Linked DNA regions of Cricetulus griseus: region 2 is linked to region 1. A link is a contact called in public Hi-C data. All regions are on one chromosome and are shown on one strand. Each heading gives the region's core, a stretch centred on a gene start, on an enhancer-like site or on the middle of the called end of the contact. The rest is flanking DNA. Distances are from core to core; before and after follow the strand shown. Region 1 has its middle 12 kb from the start of Jph3. Region 2 holds the start of Klhdc4 (kelch domain-containing protein 4).

The links. A called contact is a pair of places that touch in the nucleus more often than the background predicts.
Region 2: a contact with region 1 is called in a Hi-C map of the CHO-K1 cell line, with 4 times the contacts expected there. The contact joins the promoter of Klhdc4 here to the enhancer-like site in region 1. A contact is called at or near these places in 2 of 8 Hi-C or Micro-C datasets (the CHO-K1 cell line and fibroblasts).

Annotation. Positions count from the first base shown.
Region 1 is chr3:198,363,032-198,365,888 of CriGri-PICRH-1.0, reverse strand. No RefSeq gene overlaps it. Among named protein-coding and RNA genes, the nearest start is that of Jph3, 12 kb to the left of the region's middle. Within about 2 kb of position 1,453, at least 3 of the 6 cell types and tissues checked have open chromatin away from gene starts, as enhancers often do. A contact at or near this core is called in the CHO-K1 cell line, where this site is marked.
Region 2 is chr3:198,477,950-198,480,767 of CriGri-PICRH-1.0, reverse strand. It overlaps Klhdc4 (kelch domain-containing protein 4), which reads left to right and starts at 1,536. Exons shown (of 12, transcript XM_027410698.2): 1 at 1,536-1,717. The coding sequence starts at 1,619. It also overlaps the pseudogene LOC113835147.

The DNA of each region.
Region 1 (2,857 bases), core at 204-2,703:
CAAGAATGTGTGTGTGAGTGTGCGTGTGTATGGTGTGTATGGTGTGTATGAGTGTGTGTGTGTGTGTGTGTGTGTGTGTCTGAGTGTGTGTGAGTGTGTGTGTGAGTGTATGTGAGTATGTTGTGTGTGTGAGTGTGTGGTGAGTGTGTGTGTGTGAGTGTGAGTATGTTGTGTGTGTGAGTGTGTGGTGAGTGTGTGTGTGGTGTGTGGGTATGTGTATGAGTGTCTGTGTGAGTGTGTAAGAGTGTTGTGAGTGTGTGGTGTGTGTATGAGTGTGTGTGTGTGAGTGTGTGGTGTGAGTGTGTTGAATGTGTGTGAGTATGTGTGTGGTGTGCATGTGTGTGTGGTGTGTGGTGTGGGAGTGTGTGTATGAGTGTGTGTGGTGTGTGGTGTGTGAGTGTGTGTGTGTGGTGTGTGTGTGAAATGATGATGCTTGTTCACGTGCTGACCTGTACTGCATTGGGCACGCTGTCCAGGGAGGCAGTGGAGATAGCTGGTGAGGACAGGAGACATGGAAACAATTAACTCCAAACTCTGCCAAGTCAGAGCTTCTGTGTCTCCTCTATCAACGCAGCCACGTCCCACATGAAGTGAGAATGTCCCCTGTGCTTACAGACGACAGTCACAGCTCCATCGCACCAAGTTACTGTCCTGAAGGCTTCACATACACATCCAATTGCTCCTTGCCAACTGTTCTATGTAATTTATTTGGGTGGTGGGAGTGTGGAGGTCAGAGGGCAACCTGAGGAGTCAGTTCTCGCCTTCCACTGTGTGAGTTCTGGGGGGTTAAACTCAGATCATCAGTCTTGGTGACAAGTCTGAGCATATTTACCCACTGAGCAACCTTGCCAGTTCTGCTTCTACCAATTCTTAACCACAAATGTCCAGGCCAAAGGGCATGAACAGTTTGTGCAGCTGCTGTCTGTTGCCTGTGGTCCACTCACTATAAATTAGCACAGCCTCCAGCACACAACAGGGTCGGCTAGACCCTGTAGCTCGCTCGCCGACTCTCTGGTCCTGCTGAGACCCAGGCTGCTGCACTACTGCAGTCCGTTCACAGACTGGACCCTACGTGTCCCACACGGACGGCTTCTTTCCCACCACCTGTCATACAGGAAGCCTGGTATAGGCAGCACCCAGAGCAGCATGTCAGTAGCCAGGCCAGACATGTGATTGCCGGTTCTTGGACACTGCTCATGTCCGGGCTCGGCTCCTGCCCTCTCCATGACGTCTGAAACTCTGCCATCAGCTTCCAGGTCTGCCTGGTTATTTGTGTATCCAGTATCTGAACTTGACCAGTTCCAGAGAGGGACAGAGACTGATGCTGGGTGATAGAAGATTCCCACTAGCTAAGTGAGGTCTCAGTAGGGGCTGGAGCCTGCGGCCCTGGTTCTCTGGTGGCTTGTTGAACAGGCTCGCAGAGGCTCACAGCTCGAGGGAGACACCCTCTGGCCCAAGAGTAACACTGCAACTGCAGTATCTGTCTTGCAGGCACAGCCGCGCATTGGGAGCCTATGCCTACCCAGTGCTGTGCCAATTGACTCCTGACTGCACATGCCCCTGTATTCTCTGTGTTTAGAAGGCTTTCTGTTCAGGTAGGTTTTTTGTTTTGTTTTGTTTTTTACTTTCCGTTTGAACCATTGATATTTTTGACTTTGGGGCATTTTCTGTCTCCAAAAAAAAGAGAAATTTCACAGCGTTTAACATTAACAACCAACTTCCAGCAAACCTCTGAGGCAGCTCTGTGACCTCCCTATCCCTAGGAGGTGTGATGCTGATGCAACTGTACACAGTCACACACGTTTCCTGTGACAGATGACATTCACCACATGCCTCTGAATATAAGCCATCACTAACAGAAGGGCCCAGGACCCCTCATCTCTGGGCAGTGAGGCAGCCTTAGAAGGCTCTGGGGTAGGGTGAGGAGCAATGTAAGGACCCTAGATGAGAGCTTCAGAGAGGTGGACTTTCTGCACACAACAGCAGGAGCAGGCAGGACTAACAAGCTACTAAGACATAACCTCTGTCTCCTGGAGAGACCAGACCTGGTGTTCTCTTCTTCACTGTTGTGTATTGGGGGGGGGATGTTTAGATGACTGTGCAGGTCCATGAGCATGTGAAGGTCAGAGGGCAACTCAGGAGTTGTCCTTAGGAACTGTCCACTTTGTTTTTAAGACATGTTCTCTCACTAGGATCAGGAGATTTTCAGTTAAGCTAGGCTGGCTGACCATTGAGCCCCAGAGATACCCTGTGTCTGCCTCCCCAGTGCTAGGATTATAGGCGTACACTCCCATATCAGATTTTTTTCCCAAGTGGTCTGGGGATTGAACTTGGGTCCTTACATTTATGCAGCAAGCACCTTGCTGACTGAGCACCCTTTGGCCCTAGTGTTTTTTCTTTCTCTCCAAAAGTTCTGAGGGTCAGCCCTGGGGAAGAGTTTTAGAAGTAGGAGAACAAGGCCAGAGTTCCAATCCCAGGGGAGGAGCTGAGCTTGGCTGATTCCAAGAGATGAATGAGAAGGCCGGCAGATGGTAACCCGCCCACCTGATGTCCAGGCATCCCAGTGTAGTGACTACATTGAGGTCACGGGAAACTTGCCAAAGTTGAACTCAGAGCCAAACATAGTGGCTCAAACCTGTAATCTCAGGGTTTGGAAGGATGAAACAGGAAGATTATTATGAGGCTACCCTAAGCTAAAGAATGAGATCTTATCTCCAAACAAGAGAGAAACAAAGTTGGGCTCAGATATGGGGAGTTGTGGGGAGAGAAGCATCCATCTCCTTAGAAGGCTTTGTGAGAGCAGAATGGCCTCCCACCTGCTCCTCAAATAATACAAGCCAGGGATCAAAGACAGGAG
Region 2 (2,818 bases), core at 287-2,786, 110 kb before region 1:
TATTTGTTTGTTGAGACAGGGTTTCTCTGTGTCCTAGAACTCACTTTGTAGACCAGGCTGGCTTTGAACTTACAGAGATCTGCTTGTCTCTGCTTCTCAAGGGCTGGGATTAAAGGGGTGCACCACCACTGCTCAGCTATATATCTTTTTTGTTGTTGTTTTTTCCGAGACAGGCTTTCTCTGTGGCTTTGGAGCCTATCCTGGCACTCGCTATGTAGACCAGGCTGGCCTCAAACTCACAGAGATCTGCCTGCCTCAGCCTCCCGAGTGCTAGGATTAAAGGTGTGCGCCACCAACTCCCGGCCCATACAATATATCTTGATCAGGTTCTTTCCCCTCCCCAAACACCCCCTAGATAACCCCCAAAACCAATGGCTTTTGACTGGCAAAAATACTGTCCTGACTGGCTTTTCCCTTGGAAGTGAGGTAGGGTTGTTGGCGGATGCACACCTAGGACAGCACTGCAGATAGGTTCTAGCCCAGAAGAGCTTTCTGAGGATAATAATCTCAATTCAGCTTTGAAAAATACGAACATTTCACGAATTTGCATGTCACCCTTTCGTGGGGTCCATGCTAATCCCCGTATTGCTCCAATTCTAGTGTATCTGCTGCCAAAAGGAGCACATTTCTTTTATCTTTTGATGTCCTATTTGGGGTGGAAAGTTGTTTCTGTGTATCTTTTCGGGAAAAAAATCACACAACGTCGTTGTTTTCCTCAAAAGTAACTTTTCTTCTCAAGAATTAGGTTTATGAAAAATCTGGAGTGAGTTGGGAGCTCACGTCTGCTTAGCGCTTCAGTGATAAGTGATTGGCCAGATTCGAGGCAGTTTCTTTAAAGGCTGTGCTTTGGCAGCATTTCCACAGAGAAGGAGGATAATTTGTGTTCCCTTTGCTGATATTTTGCTTGCCCTTGTCCTTGCTTTGCGTCATTCCTTGAGTGCAGCCCAAAGATGACACCCTCTAGGCAATGAGCATTTCACTCTGCTCTTTTAAACCGCAGGATCCGTCTTCCATTCTGCCATTTGAGTCAAATTCTGGAGATAACCCCCCCCCCCTTTTTTTTCTCCCGAGACAGGGTTTCTCTGGGCTTTGGATGCTGTCCTGAGATTAATTTCCTATCACATATTTGTCATACCATAAACCGTTGGAAGGCTAGATTGACATCACCAGCCCGGGCCTCCCAGTGGATAGACATGTCGGTCCGTCCAGTGGAACCACGCCAGCAGAAGGGCAAAGACTGTTCTCTCGCTCAGCACAGTGCCTCGAGAGCCTGACAGTGCCTGGAGCATTTTACATGGGGTAGGGAATGGGGCTGCCTTAACTCGGGTCAGGAATCCCCTAAGTGAGTGGAAATGTCTGTGAGGAATGAGACCTCGAGACACCCAATTAGCTACTGTACCCAGGAGCAGCCAGCCATGTATAAGAGAGGCCTGAGATGCACCGGCTGGCGGGACGCACCGGCTGGCGGACCCAAAGTATTCCTGGAGTCGGCTGCTTGACGGAACACCAGAGAAACGGACAGGAAGTGACCTTTATTTAGCGTGCCGCTGGTTTCCGGCTGGGCAGAACGCCTCTTGCTCCTTCGGTGGTTCCCTGGTGCCGCTTAAGAACTGGCGTGATGGGTAAGAAGGGCAAGAAAGAGAAGAAGGGCCGCGGCGCGGAAAAGACGGCCGCCAAGATGGAGAAGAAGGTGTCCAAGCGCTCTCGGAAGGAGGAGGTGAGCGGGGCTCGGAGGGACGGGCCGTGGAGGGAGGCGTGGCGTGCCCTGGGACTGCAGGCGTGAGACCGGGAGCCGGAGTTGTGCCCGGGGTCTGCGGGTGGCGGGCCTGCGCCGAGCCCAGCACCCTTGGGCCTCTCCGTTTCTCCCGTGCCTCTCCGCAGCACTGGTACTCCTCGTTTGCCCGGTCGCTCTCTCCCACTCTTCCTTTGAAGATTAGATCTGTTCCGGATGCCGTTCGGTTTTGCTTGCTTCCCTTCCTTGTAGAGGGAAGCAGCGTGGTGGGGTTTAGTAGAGGAGGAGAACCTGGAGTTGAGTGACTCCTACTTTGTTCAGGTGTGCGTTCTGTGACTAAAGTCTTTGTTTTTTGTTTTGTTTTGTTTTTCGAGACAGGGGTTTTCTGTGTAGCTTTGGAGCCTATCCTGGCACTCGCTCTGGAGACCAGGCTGGCCTCGAACTCACAGAGATCCGCCTGCCTCTGCCTCTGGAGACCTGGGATTAAAGGCGTGCGCCACCACCGCCCGGCCTAAAGTCTTAACTGTACTGTGCTTATTATTATTATTTTTTTCTCCAAAAGAGAGCAGATATTCCTCCAGCAGCCTTAGGAAGTGAGCCACAAGTAGAATTTTTAATTTTTTTTCGAGGCAAAGTTTCTCTGTGTAGCTCTGGTTGTCCTGGAACTCGCTCTGTAGAGCAGGCTAGCCTTGAACATAAAGATTCACCTGCCTCTGCCTCCGGAGTGTTGGGACTAAAAGCACGTGGCTGGAACTGTTGGTGGCTCCACTATCCTATTTCCATACACCCCCATTATCCCAGGAACTGTAGATGGATCAGCTCTGAACTTCGGGCTACGCACCTTACTTGCTCTTCTCATAGGTCTTTCTCACATGGGGCAGTTGTGATGTCCAGGGTATGCCCAGTAGTTTTCCAGGCACAGGATTTCCTGGGCTCCCATCCTAATAACCTGGCAAGAGGGAACCTCAGTTGAGAAAATAGATCCATAACATTGGCCTGTAGGGGGCTGGGGAGGTGGCTTGGCTGTTAAGGGCATTTGTTGGTCTTTCAGAGGATCCCGGGTTGATTCTGTGCACCCACATGGTG